2 separate regions of the Mus musculus genome follow, and region 2 is linked to region 1. A link is a contact called in public Hi-C data. All regions are on one chromosome and are shown on one strand. Each heading gives the region's core, a stretch centred on a gene start, on an enhancer-like site or on the middle of the called end of the contact. The rest is flanking DNA. Distances are from core to core; before and after follow the strand shown. Region 1 overlaps Gm29684 (predicted gene, 29684). Region 2 overlaps Cradd (CASP2 and RIPK1 domain containing adaptor with death domain).

What was found. Hi-C and Micro-C count contacts between places; a contact is called where the count stands out from the background.
Region 2: a Hi-C map of uterus shows a contact between it and region 1, with 3 times the contacts expected there. The contact joins two enhancer-like sites. A contact is called at or near these places in 7 of 484 Hi-C or Micro-C datasets (cardiomyocytes, liver, macrophages and 1 more) and 1 of 115 datasets of contacts at active chromatin or transcription factors (embryonic stem cells).

What each region holds. Positions count from the first base shown.
Region 1 is chr10:95,138,436-95,141,392 of GRCm38.p6, forward strand. All of the region lies in intron 2 of Gm29684 (predicted gene, 29684), which reads right to left. Among named protein-coding and RNA genes, the nearest start is that of Gm29684, 5.9 kb to the right of the region's middle. Within about 2 kb of position 1,391, at least 50 of the 459 cell types and tissues checked have an H3K27ac peak or open chromatin away from gene starts, as enhancers often do. A contact at or near this core is called in uterus, where this site is marked.
Region 2 is chr10:95,231,417-95,234,373 of GRCm38.p6, forward strand. All of the region lies in intron 2 of Cradd (CASP2 and RIPK1 domain containing adaptor with death domain), which reads right to left. Among named protein-coding and RNA genes, the nearest start is that of Gm29684, 87 kb to the left of the region's middle. Within about 2 kb of position 1,470, at least 37 of the 459 cell types and tissues checked have an H3K27ac peak or open chromatin away from gene starts, as enhancers often do. A contact at or near this core is called in uterus, where this site is marked.

The DNA of each region.
Region 1 (2,957 bases), core at 141-2,640:
GTTAAAGACTGATTGGGGAACTGTTTGTGCCCGGGCTAAGGGGTTTCTCAGTAAATGTTGGCTGTTTCCTAATAGTGTTGTATGTAACTGATCTGAGAGTCCTCAGTGTCTGAAGTAGGGTGTTTGCATAGTGAAATGTTTTATGTGTCTTCTTACACTCGCCCTGACTCGCCAGCAAGAACGATGCTGCAACAGGATCCTTCTGCACACATTTATTGGGAGAGCTTGATTGCAGAAGCAAAGAGACCCCAGCCCAGAACTGGTGCTATGCATGGGTTATGCTTACCACCTCATTTGCATGCCTACATCTGATTGGTAACTTCTCTCTCATCTGATTGGTTAACTTCTCTCTCATCCGATTGGTTAATTCTCAAAACCTCATCTTGGCAAAAAACTTTACTGCCTATGTATGCATGATGGCCAACGGTAGCCAGCACCACCCTGCAATGGCACATGTGGCTTCCCACAGTGTCTCTTCTGCTCTCCCCTGGGATTTGAGGAAGGGCCTGCTTCCTGGTCTAACATGACATAGTTCTGTCGATGTAACAAATGACTCATAAAATGAAGAGGTTTGGTATGGCTCATAGTTTCAACCCATTATCAGAGAGACCCATGGCTGTTAGGCCCCGGATCTGGTTTCTGGTTTGCCTTGGAGGTGTGTGGATAGCAGAGCAAACTATTCATCCCATGGCTAAGAAGCAAAGGAAGAAAAGGTGGGGATTAAACAGCCAGCTCAGATGACAAATTGCTTGCCTTGCAAGCATAAGAGACCAGAGTTTGATGTCAGAATCTACTTTTTAAAGAGCTGGACATGATGGCAAATAGTTGTAATCGCAGGGCTGGGGAGCAGAAACAAGCACTACCCTAGGCTTGTTAGCCAACTCGCTTAGCCTTCTTGTCCAGTTCCAGACCAGAAAAGATTCTGTCTCTAAACAAAAGAAAAGAGTGGATGGTACGAGAGAAATTATACTTAGTGAAAGTGTAGACTCTCTCTCCTCTCTCTCTCTCTCTCTCTCTCTCTCTCTCTCTCTCTCTCTCACACACACACACACACACACACACACACACACACACATGTGGGGGAGCATGGGATGGGGAGGGAGGGAGAGAAAGGGAGGGAGGAGGAGGGGAAAGGAAGGAGGGAGAAAGAGAGGAGGGAGGGAGGGAGAGACAGACAGAGAGAGAGAGAGAGAGAGAGAGAGAGAGAGAGAGAGAGAGAGACTGAAGGTCCTGCAATCTCCTTTAAAGGTGAGTCCTCAGGGACCTGGGAGGAGGACATTTGCCACCCAGATGGCAGGGGTTAAGCAAAAGCAGCCTCTTCCCAGGACACAGCAGCTGGCAGGCCCAGCCTGCACAGGCGTTTTTTTGTCAGAAGGCCCAGTTCTCATCTCCACCCTCAGAAAGCTGCCAAGCCTTCCTCGGGGTTAGGCCACCCTGACCTCCATCTGTGGGTAAAAGAGAAGGGCGCTCGCAACTCAAGAAGCCTCTGCTGTTGGATGCCAGGGCTTCTGCTCCTCAAGATGACAGCCCTGAAGCCAAAGCAGCTAGCAAAGTGATTCTGAACCATCGTCAACAACAAGAACGTTTCCACGAGATTGTGGCAACGGAGTCCATTTTACTGTTCCGATTCCAATCCTTTGAAAACCGAAGAGCTACTAATGACCACACCATGTGGGAATGGGGGGGGGGGAGTGGAGAGGGGTGCCTTGTTCTGCTATTGGATTGGGTCTAAAATATTTGGTCTCACCCTGTCAAAGAGTATTATTTGGCAAGAGGAATTTAAAGATCACACTGGCTTTTATCTGGATTTTTTTTATTTAATTTTTTTTTTTTTTTACTTATTCACTTTACATCCTACTCACTGCCCCTCCACAGCCTCCCACAATCCTTCCCTCCTCCCTCCTCCCTCCTCCCCTTCTTCTCTGAGCAGATGGTTATGCCCTGGGTTATCCCCTTACCCTGGCACTTCAAGTCTCTGCAAGGCTAGGCACTTCCTCTCTCACTGAAGCCAGAAAAGGCAGCCCAGCTAATAGAACATAACCTATGTATAGGCAACAGATTTTGGGATAGCACCCTCTCCAGTTGTTTGGACTCACATGAAGACCAAGCTGCACACCTGGTATATATGTGTGGGGAGGCCTACCTAGGTCCAGCCTGTTTATGTTCTTTGGTTGATGGCTCAGACTCTGACAGCCCCAAGGGTCCAGGTTGGTCTTCCTGTGGAATTCCTATCCCCTTCAGAGTCTGCAATCCTTGTTATTCTTCCATAAGAGTCCCCAAGCTCTGTCCACTGTTTGGCTGTGGGTATCTGTATAAAATAGTCATAAGATGAAGATGGAGGGAGTGAACTAGGAGGGAGGGATATAGGGAGGGGAATGGGGGATTCAGGATCAGGTGTGGGGAAAGACAGGAGAGATGGCCATGAAAATGAATGGAAATCTGCAACTGACCAGAGTGAGGAGGTGCAGGGCATCTCTAGGACAAGACAGAGACCTGGGATGAGGGATATGCCCAAGAAGCAGTGTAGGGTGACTTTAGCTGTGACTCACAACATTGGTGATATGGAACCGGAAAAGGCCACCTTCTGTAGCCAGACAGGAACCCCTTTGGAGAGATAGGGACATCAACCCACCCACAAAATTTTCAACCTAAAATGAATCCTGTTTACATGTAATACAGGCATGGGGAATGGAGGAGAGACTGAGGGAATGCCCAACCAATAACCAGCCCTACTTGAGACCTGTCCCAGGGGCAAGCACTAACTCCTAAGCCTATTAAGGATACTCTGTTATGCTTGCAGACAGGAGCAAGATGTCCTTTGAGAAGCTCCACCCAGCAGATGACTCAGACAAATATCTGGGAACTCTTAAATGGGGCCACCGTAGAAACGACTCCAGTGATTTAAGAATAGGCAGGCTTTAGTAGAGAAATACAGATCAGGGCTAAGAAGGGAACTG
Region 2 (2,957 bases), core at 220-2,719, 93 kb after region 1:
TTGCCAATAATCCTGCAAATCCCATCACTCCAGGTAACTTAGGCATTGCTATGAGAAAATGTGCTGTTTTCAAAGAGGCGCTACTTGTTTTGAGAAACTAAACATGTGTTACAGTACTGCTTCCAGCCTGACTATGGGCAGGTTAAACTTCATTTTAATTCAAACTGCTGCCAAGTTTAGGCCTCAGCACAGTCGTGTATGCAAACGGGTCCTTCGCTAAACCTTTACTTCTCTTCTTCAGTGGTCAATAATAAGACAACCACTTAGAATAAAGGGAGTGGTGACGGCCAACCATCTTACGCCCGAGCCACAGATACCCTCATAGCATCTGTAAAAAACTGGAGGGCTGCTAACATAGACCCATTTCCAAACCACCATCCGTTCCCTGTGAGTCATCAAATCAGCAATGACTTTTGGGAACTTGGAATGACACAGTCTTCTTGGGTAACAATGGCGCCATAATGCAATGGTTTTCCACTTGCAAGGTTTTTCAATTATTTATTTAGAGTGTGCGCAGGAACACGCATGCCTTCATATATGCATGCCACAGCACACATGTGCTGATCATGAGGGCTGCTGAAATGCACATTCCAAAAGAGCTGGCCTGTGGCTTCAGATCCATTCTCCTGCCTCACCTCCCATCTCACCTCAGGGGTGATGGGGTCACAGATCACCATGTCTTGTGCAGCTTTTTTACCCACCCTACCATCTACCTGACCCTGAATTTGATTTGGACAGTACCCAAGTGTGTATGTATGAAACGGAACTGTTCATAATCATAGAGTCTTAAAAGGCAGAGGTATTCTATATCCTATCCAGGGCATGCACACTATCTTCATAACACTAACAGATACACTATACTCTCGTCTCAAATCTCCAAAACTGTAAGGAGGTCTTTCCTACTTCACTTTAAGCTACTGGCCATGCCATGCCAAATTCTTCCTACTTCAAAAGATAAAACACAAACAGGGTTTAAAGCCCCCCCCACCCCAGATAGGCATCAGCCTAACCAGTTTATATGCACTGAAGTTACCAAGCCAAGGTGAGCTATCTTCTAAGATGCTGGGAGAACCGACAGCTGCGCAGAAAGATGGGAGACTCTGAGGAGCCAGACAGAAGGCAACCAAATCACTCTGGATCTTGAAAAATGGAAGAGTGGGAGTCCCTAAATGACAGACCACTGGGTTTGCTATGGTAAGGAACAGACTATCCCTAGCAGAGTTTATGAACGGATGTGATGTGTCATCCAGAGGTCACCATTGCCCACACTGCTGCTCTCAGGAGGTGACACTGACTTGTTCTTCCTCCTTCCTCTGAATATAAGCACAAGGAATGCTGACACAGAAGATTCACAGGCATGTGGGAGCCAATAAATACCAGGAAATGCCAAACAATCCAGGCCAGAAACGTATTTCCTTTTTAGACAAGAGTTGCTATTTTGATGGTCCAGAGGGATGACATAACCACAATATTATTGCAGCAAAACCTGTTTAAAATCAATACTCCGCAAAAGAAGCTAAATCAAACATGAATCTGCCTTACTGAGCCCAGATGAATTCCCTTGCTCGCAATCCCCTATGAAATCCTCCAACAATAGGATCGCCATTTAAATAGCTAGGAAGGAACAGAGGAGGGCAGGAGCACAGGTTGGGAGAATCGAAGTTGGCACACCTTGTGAACGCATAGGCTGTCTCCTACGCATCTCTTCCGTCACTTACAGCTTTACAGAGCAGCTCCCTGACACCAAGTCTGGTTTGCCAGGGATCACTATCAAAATTCTTGGCTCCAAACAGTCTCAAGTGGACCTATAAGAAGAAATCCAGATGGTCCGTTTCCAGTGCTGCAGATTACGCTCAGGGCTCTGCCCAGTGTAGGAGAGCACTGAGCAAGTGAGCCAGCCGGCAGCTACGTACGTTTCTTAGGATCATGGTATTCCATTTCCTTGTTTCAGCTATGACTCCACGCTGTGGCTCTTCAATGCCATCTATTGGGTTTATCTTGGTTTATGTGCCTGACACTATAGTAATTTAAACGGAAACATGCAATCTGTTTCAAAGCTTGGTGCTAGTAGGCATAAGAGTTGGGATGCTTACTCAAAAGAGGCAGTCATTCATTTCCTTCAGTGGTGTAGCCCCGGTATGTTGCCTAGGCTCCAATAAATAACTCCTATCCAATGCCAACATAAGCAACTCTAATAAAATCCAGTGAGTCCAAAAAATAAAAGGAAAGTAGGAGAGGGTTAATTGGGGAGATGGGGTCAGCAAGAGAGGGGAAGGGGGTTCTAAGGAACCAACATGATCACAATACATTGTATACAGACGCATACAAATGCATATATTGTAAATACGCCATACATGTATGAAACTGTCCCCTGCCAAGAGCCAGACACTAAAACAGGTCAGACCCGAATATGAATGTTGTCCTCTCATTTACAAACTTCAGGCTTGTTATGAAATCTCCCGTGGCCTGGTATTCTCTCTGTAAAACGGGGTTGATAACAGTAATCTCTACCATGCACAGCTGTCACGGGTACTAGAAAAAAATAATTAAATCCTCTTTTATTGTGTCCAGCCCTGAATAGAAAGTCAATAGATTGTAATAACTGTTATTATCATTACCTATCACATACACTGGGTTCACTCTCAATCACTGTTATATGTTAACGTTATTCCACCTGCCTTGAGCCATGAGCCTGGTTAGTCTCCACCTCCCCTCACTCTGGACTCAGTCATAAAGGTGCTCTTCTGGTGGGTTCCATAGTCTCTAGACACAGTTAGGTCTGGCCTTAAGCTCTGTGGCTATTTGGCTGCTGGTTTACATCACTCTTCTGATTCTTGCCTCATTATTTGTTTCCCCCTTTAGTCTAACGTGTGTTCTCCTGGGATCCAAGTCCAACAAGAGTTTCTTGCTCTTAAAACAGCTCCCTCTCCCCACCCCCACCCCCACCCCCACCCCTC